2 separate regions of the Mus musculus genome follow, and region 1 is linked to region 2. The links are chromatin contacts, called in public HiChIP or PLAC-seq maps. All regions are on one chromosome and are shown on one strand. The core of a region is the stretch at or near the end of the contact, and the rest is flanking DNA. Distances in the headings are between cores, read along the strand shown. Region 1 overlaps Aptx (aprataxin). Region 2 holds the start of Ddx58 (DEAD/H box helicase 58).

Region 1 (3,691 bases), core at 67-2,566, 450 kb after region 2:
AGAGGGAGAGGGAGAGAGGGAGAGGGAGAGGGGGAGGGGGAGGGGGAGAGGGAGAGGGAGAGGGAGAGGGAGAGGGAGAGCTAAGGGGTTGCAGAGATGTCTCAGCAGTTAAGAGCAGGAGTTGCTCCTCCAGAGGACCCACATTATTATCAACCATCTCTAACTCCAGTTCCAACAGATCCCATGCCCCCTTCTGGCCTCCATGGACACCAAGGACACATATAATAGATGTACATGCAGGCAAACCATCCATACACATAAAATAAAAATAAATCTCAAAAATATTCAAGTGGTTATCTGGAGTAGAAACCCCTGTAGCCCCAGCCTCAGGAAGCTGATGTGACAAGAGTCCCAAAAAATAAAAACCTTTACAATCTAAGTTTCCTGTTGTTTATTATAGGATCGTTTTTTAAAAGTTGGGACAGAGGCATACCCAAAGGCATAGCCCATGCATTCTCTTTTTGCTTGGACCAAATAAATTGAAAGAGTTTATCCTACATGCACTCTGTGGGAGAAAAACAACCATTCTGCCCCAAATTCTTCTCCAACTAAGCCAGTGAAGTACAGTCCCCACATTTTCGCTCATTTATTTGAAGCTGTGCGTACCCTGAGCTGATTTCTACAGAAGTCCATGATGCTTTGTTTCCTTTAGAGCAATGGTCCTTAATTATTTAGTTATTAAAGGTAACTCCAAGAATGTCAACAAGCCACAAGCCACTGAGCCCTCATCTAAGGTATCGAAGCTACTTCATCAAGCTTGCATGTTGAAACGCTTAACCTCTGAGGTAAGTATAAAACTACAAGGGACTGAATTACATGCAGAAGCAGGAACCTGGGCTCACAGGCAAGTTAGGCAAGTACGAGATTTGGCCCATGTGCCTCGCAAACATCCCATTGCCTCCCCTGGGCTACTCAGCGACTCAAGTGCAGGCTGCTCACAGGACACACCAGCATACACCACCCTCACCCCAAGGCTTACCTCATGCTGGGAATGGCATGGTAGCCCAATCGGAAGCGCAGTTTGCTGGATCCAGCAAAATCTGCTATCACCTTCTCCCCCACAGCGTGCATATGTTTGAGAAGTTCAAGGTGTTCACTGGTCACAACCTTCAGACTGGAAATGGAGGCCCACGGTAAGACCAGCCAGTGGTGACGGGCCTTGGGGTATTTATCCTTAATCACCACCACCTGGTCGTCTTTGTAAACCTAGCGGAGAGCGCGGGAAGGAAGGAAAGAGGCAGCAGCTGAGGACCTTCTGTGCACGTGCCGTCTGCTCAGTCAGTCACTGACTTACTTGAAAACACGGTGGAGAAAGTTTTAAGAGGTAGAGCAGATGCAGACACACTGCCAGCGTCTTACACCCGTCACATCATTACACAGTGAGGAATCAGGCTTCCAACCCAAACCCCATAAACTCCAGAGCCCAGGTTTTGAAACAGCACACTACATAGGCTACAGAGAAGATACACAGTACAAGAGCTCTCAAGAACTCAATGTTAAATCTCCCCAGGCAGAATTCAACCCCAGCTCTCTAACACAGACCTGCATCCATGTGTGTAGACCTCAAGGAACCCTGACTGAAGCAGGCCTCAAAGGCTCCTCCAAAGATGACTTCTGACATGTCGGAAGACAGCATTACGACAGTCACCCTCTGATGATCCCTTCAAAAGGACCTTGCTCAGGTTAGCAAAATCTCTTTTTTTAACACTTATTATTTATTTGGGGAGAGCACAGGACAACTTAAGGAGTTTATTCTCTCCTGCCATGTTGATTCCAGGACTGAACTCAAGTTGTCAGCCTTGGCAGCAAGCACCCTTACCCACTAAGCCCTCTTGCCAGTCCACAATCTCTCCTAACAGCAGCCAGAAGGTAAAAGGAGACAAAGCAGACAGCATATTCATCTCAAGAAGTAAGCGACCGGGCTGGTGAGATGGCTCAGTGGGTAAGAGCACCCGACTGCTTTTCCAAAGGTCCAGAGTTCAAATCCCAGCAACCACATGGTGGCTCACAACCATCTGTGACAAGATCTGACGCCCTCTCCTGGAGTGTCTGAAGACAGCTACAGTGTACTTACATATAATAATAAATAAAAATCTAAAAAAAAAAAAAAAAATTTTTAATAAAAAAAAAAAAAAAAAAAAAAAAGAAGAAGTAAGCGACCTCCAGTTACTTTTTATAAAACCACTTTAACAAACTCACAATCAAAAACCAGTGCACTATGTATCAAAAGATGGCCTAGTCGGCCATCACTGGAAAGAGAGGCCCATTGGACTTGCAAACTTTATATGCCCCAGTACAGGGGAACGCCAGGGCCAAAATGTGGGAGTGGGTGGGTAGGGGAGTGGGTGGGAGGGTATGGGGGACTTTTGGGATAGCATTGGAAATGTAAATGAGGAAAATATGTAATAAAAAGTATAAAAAAAAAAAAACCAGTGCACAGATTAAGGTAGCTACTCACACACACTTGCCCAGTACTCAATGTTGTGTATCTCAGTGAACTTTTATAGTTAAAATGGCCATTTTGAGGCTGTGGGGTTTCATTTAGGGTTTAACACTATCAATAACAATCTATGCACTTATGTGCAACGAAAAGAAAAAGCGATGCAAGCTCAGGCTAGAAACAGCTTACATGCTCTTTCATGACCCCCGTGCCCATCAACCCTGAATGGATAATGTGCCATATATACAAAATGGAGTGCATTTGGGAATCAGGGGCTGGGCATGGAGGTGTATGATCTTACCCCAGCACTCAGGAAGCACAGGCGGACACACCTCTGAGTCTGAGGAAAGCCTGCTCTACAGAGCATTTCAGGACACCAAGGCTATAGAAAGAGACCCTGTCTCAAAAAAGGGGCGAGGGGGCCACTGCAGAGAAGATCTTAAGAGTACAGCTATTCTTCCAGGATCCAGGCTTGATTCCCAATACCCACATAGTGATCCGCAATCATCCAGTCCCAGGGGACTCTTCTGGCATCCTCACGCACCAGGCACATACATGTGCACAGACATACATACAGGCAAAACACCCTTCACATTAAAATAAATCAAAAATGTTTTCAAAAGAAAAATGAAATCACAAAATCTACAGGAAAATGGATGAACTCAAAAAGTATAATACTAAGCAAGGTGATCCAAAATCAGGAAATTTTCATATATATGGCTCCTAGCCTATAATGTATGCACGTATATGTGGAAACAGCTATTAAGTGTGGGTATAGTATAACATTTAGAGAAGAGACCAAAAATGTAGTGTTAAGTGATTCTTGTCCTCATAGACCAGTGCAGTAACAGAATCCCACGAGGAAGAGCTGGCATCCTTTGGCTTCATCTATAGTTACCACGTTAGTAGCATGCTCATGGACTCTATGACAGACACTAAAGTATACAATTTTATTCTGACCTGCATTTTGGGGTCTTTCATAGACATCTTCAAGCCTTGACTCCAGTGGCCCAGTGATTCCTAAATAAAAAAACAATGTAAATGAGAATGCCAGTAATGAAATGTAGCTAATACTACTTATCAGCAGCGTCCAAATGAAACATGGAAGGAAGGTTAGCTTTGAGAATGACACTAGGCTTCCTTTGCTTCGGCCCATCGCCCTTTAGGACCACAAGCTTCCCCACCATCTTCTACATCTAGACCTGGGTGTAAGGATGGAGGCCTGCCATGGAACTTTGTCCAATGTGCAAG
Region 2 (4,131 bases), core at 177-2,676:
GAGGGAGGGAGTGTGATGAACCTCATGTTATAAGAAAGCAGAACGGGGTACCATTTGGGGGGGAGGGCATCCAGAGAGGGACAGGTAAAGGGGGTGGAAGAGCCACAGAAGAGGCAATTAAATAAGAACAAAGAGCAATGGCAGGAATGGCTGAACAAACTAGTTACTTTGTTTCAGTATTGAAACTAGTTACTTTGTATGCTAATGTAAATGACTAAAGATCAGATTAAAGGATTGAAAGGCAAGTGACCCTGGTGTTAAGAAACCTCTTGGGTGGGTTTCCTCTCCTCAGACCCCGCCCCCAATCATTAGGGCTTTTTTGCTGCTTCTCTCTAACACAACCGGGATGTGGGTAGCCCTGGGTAGTGCTCTTTTACTCCTCTCTGCATAGCCTGTTAGGCTTCGGAACTCAAGAGAGTCAGAATTAACCTGCAGTTGCCACCGTCGTCCAACGCCAGGAAAGACATCTAGGCTTTAACTGGCAAAATGAAAAGTAGCTGCCGCACGCCCTCGGTCACCCCTTCAAACGCCCTCTCCCTTCTCCCTGGGGGTGGGGGTGAGGTGGGGAGGTCTGTTTGCTCAGGTGGAAACACCCAGTGCAATTTACAAAGAGTCTATTATCCACCAATCAAATCCCCAAAGCTAGATATGAACAACTGTGTTAAACTCTGAACACACGGAGTCTGGAGAAAGTTTTCTTCCACGGACTTCCTGTGAGCAACATCCTTTGACAGAAATGTGCGTGTCAGTCAGTCCTCTTGCTTCCTGCGGCCCCCACCTCCACCTTTGGCCCGAGCCCAAAGCCTTGCTCTTTGCTCTGTACAGGAATCTAAGGAGGGGCGGGCGCATTCTGATTTCTCAGTTTCTCATGACAGGACAAAGGGAGGCACACAGCAGTCTAGAAGGTGTAAATAAGAGAAACAAACTATTTCCCCAGCATTGAAAGAAAGAAAAGAGTGGCATCCTTATGCAAGTTACTACAGCTTGCAGGAATTTTGTTCCTGACCATCAAATCCCTATGCTGTCTACTCTAATATGGCCTGGGAGTCTCACATACACCGGGTTACACAAATTAACTTAAGGACAGCGCGGGGGAGGGGGGGGGGCAGAGCCTTCAATTGTTTCTGATCTGAGTGATGTTTTCCCCTCGCTAAGGTGGAGAGCCTGAGAGCCCCAGTTGGGGACCACTCACCATCCTCGAGCCAGGAACTCATGTAGCTGAGGATGTAGGTGGGGTCCAGAATCTTCTTGATATAGTCTCTGAATGCTTGCAGATTCTGCCGCTGCTCCGCTGTCATTCTGTGGCTCCAGGCGATCGATGAGCGCCCTGGCTCCCGCAAATCCGCCAGAGATGAACGAAGTGGGGACTTTCCAAGGAGTCCCGATGAAAAAGCTGCCTAGCCGGCTGGCCATAGGAAATCGAAACTGCCTCAGGGCGCTGGGGAGGGGGGGGGCGGGGGGGCGGGGCGGGGATCCAGTTTCGTTTCTGAACCTAGACAGCCACTGAACCGCAAGGACCCAGAAGTACCTTGGAAATTGCCTTTAAGTTGGGGCGCAGCTTTTCGCGTGGTGGCTTTATATTTCTAAAGTGCGCACAATTGAAGTGCATTGTTCAATGAGTTTCGAAAAACATAAACACCCGTTACCTCTTCCACAGATCAGCTGGGTCCTGCAATAATCTTTAACCATTCCCCGCGCCCCCCCCCCCTCGGGGCAGGGTTTCTCTATGTAGCTCTGACTGTCCTGGAACTAGATCTATAGACCAGGCTGGCCTCAAACTCACAGAGCTCCGAAATCGTCCCTGCTTCGGTCTCACAAGAACCGGGATTAAAGACCCCCACCCCCTCCACCACCTCCTCCATGCCACCACACCACCACCACCAGGCCTAAAGAAGAGTTGAGGGAAAGATTGCAGGGTGGGGAGGGGGACGAAGGGGATAGGAACTCCACAGGAAGACCAACAGAGTCAACAAACTTTGATCCTTAGGGCTCTCAGAGACACCACTAAGCAAAGAGCACACACAGGCTGGACCTAGGCCTCCCTGCACTTTTGTAGCAGGTGTGAGTTTAGTCTTTTATGAGTCCCAAACAACTGGAGCGTGGCTGTCCCAAAAGCTGTTGCCTGTCCGTGGGATATGTTCTTCTAGCTGGGCAGTCTTGTCTGACCTCAGTGGGAGAGGATGCGCCTAGCCTAACAGAGACTTGATATGCCAGTGTGTGTGTGTGTGTGTGTGTGTGTGTGTGTGTGTGTGTGTGTGTGTGTGTGTTTGTTTGATACCCAAAGGGGCCTCCAACCGCTCAGAGTAGGGGAGGGGGCATGAAGTGACTGAGTAGGGGAGGGGGCATGAAGTGACTGGGAGGGGACAGTGAGTGGGATGTAAAGTGAATACGTTAAAAAAAAAAGTGAAAAAAAAAATTTAAAGAAAATGCCCTAGCCGGGTGTGGTGGCACACGCCTTTAATCCCAGCACTCCAGAGGCAGGCGGATTTCTGAGTTCGAGGCCAGTTTGGTCTACATAGTGAGTTCCAGGACAGCCAGGGCTATACAGAGAAACCCTGTCTCAAAAAAACAAAACAACAACAACAAAAAAAAGCAAAACAACAACAACAACAACAAAAGCCCTACAGGCCAGTCTTATGATTTCCTTAATTGAAGGCCCCTCCTCTATGATGAATTCAGCTTGTGTCAAATTGACCTAAAAGTACCCAGCACACCAGCTCTGGAAGTTATCCAACGCTTCTTTTAGAGTGATCATACGTTTAGTTTTACTCTTGGTTCTACAGTTATTTCAAATTAACTTTTCGATATAACACGAAAACTACAGCAACTTTTTCCAGACTTCTGATTGTATACTCTCACATATGCTGAAAACCTACCGTTTCTGGATAGCCTTGGGACCTTTATCAGGAAAAAGAAAAAGACAAAACGGACTTTACGTGTGTAGATCTGCTTCTGACTCTCTTCCAACTGTTTCTACTCCCTGACATTTATAACAGTACCAACCACTTCACCTGGGTTACTGCAGATTGCAAATGAAATCTTGAAATCAGGTAGTATTGAGTCCCCCAAACTTGTTTCTCATTATAAAGTGTGTAAAACCATGCCGGGGGGTTTTACATTTCCATATCCAATACCAACAGGTCAATTGAAAAACAAAACCAAGTAACTACCAACTGGATGTTTATCAGGGCTGCGCTGAGCCCACAGATGCAGTCAGAGGACCAGTCTTCTCCAGGAGCATGGCATTTCTTTCCATTTATTTAGGTCTCTGGTTTCTCTCAGCCGTACCTTACCGTTTTAAGGGTACAAATCTTTTATACGTCACATTAACTTTCCTCCATGTCCTTTAATACTAATGTAAATGGGATTGTTCATGAATTCTTATTTTCAAGTTGTTGCTACCCTACAGAAATACAAGTGGGTTTTGATTGCTGACTTTGTATCATGGTACACTGCTAAATTAACTTATTAGCTCTAGTAACTTAATAAACTTTTTTTGGTAGACCATCCTGTCACCTGTGAATATGAATAGTCTTACTTCTTCCTGCCGCGAAGCTATGACTTGTTAATGTCCATTCCTCATAGTTTCCCAGTCTTTATGCCTTTTGTTTCCTTCCCTTCCCTTGTCACCCTAACGCCTCTAGTAGAAAACGGAATGAAAAGGTGAGAGAATTGACAATCTTTATCACTGATCTTGGTGGGAACCGGTTGGTCAGTACTTCCCTTTAACTGTGACGTCAGATGTGGGTGTGGCTTGCTTTCCCTGAGTAACTGGGTTATTTGGCCTCCAGTTTTCAAGACCATCATCAGGGGAAGTCAAGGCAGGAGAAACTCAAAGCTTTAGAAACCTGGAATCTGGGATGGAAGCAGAAACCATGGAGGAATGTGATGTCCTGGCTTTTTTTGCTCTGGATCTTGTTAGATGTGAGAAAAAAAAAAAAAAACCCCAAAACAACAACAAAAACATTTGCACAGCTGTCGAATCAAAGCAAGCTGGATTTAGAAATGCACAGGGGTCTGGCCAGATGACTCCCTAAGAAGTGGGGTTTCAGAGAGCAGCCCCTCATTGGCTTTTGAGATCTCTTTTATGGGGAAGGGTTAGGGTTCATAGAAAAAGCTGTTGACAGGATT

Evidence for each region. HiChIP or PLAC-seq counts read pairs in DNA pulled down with a chosen protein or histone mark.
Region 1: a contact with region 2 is called in an H3K4me3 HiChIP or PLAC-seq map of embryonic limb bud, with 6 times the contacts expected there. The contact joins the enhancer-like site here to the promoter of Ddx58 in region 2. A contact is called at or near these places in 14 of 39 promoter capture datasets (the 3T3-L1 cell line, the C10 cell line, the HPC-7 cell line and 10 more), 4 of 484 Hi-C or Micro-C datasets (the HL-1 cell line, Sertoli cells, adipose-derived mesenchymal stem cells and 1 more), 12 of 115 datasets of contacts at active chromatin or transcription factors (bone marrow-derived macrophages, craniofacial prominence, embryonic basal ganglia and 5 more) and 2 of 9 other capture datasets (adipose tissue and liver).

Annotation. Positions count from the first base shown.
Region 1 is chr4:40,689,990-40,693,680 of GRCm38.p6, forward strand. It overlaps Aptx (aprataxin), which reads right to left. Exons shown (of 8, transcript NM_001025444.3): 5 at 3,401-3,460; 6 at 980-1,206. Among named protein-coding and RNA genes, the nearest start is that of Aptx, 11 kb to the right of the region's middle. Within about 2 kb of position 1,317, at least 8 of the 459 cell types and tissues checked have an H3K27ac peak or open chromatin away from gene starts, as enhancers often do. A contact at or near this core is called in embryonic limb bud, where this site is marked.
Region 2 is chr4:40,238,399-40,242,529 of GRCm38.p6, forward strand. Ddx58 (DEAD/H box helicase 58) reads right to left here and starts at 1,427. Exons shown (of 18, transcript NM_172689.3): 1 at 1,193-1,427. The coding sequence starts at 1,298.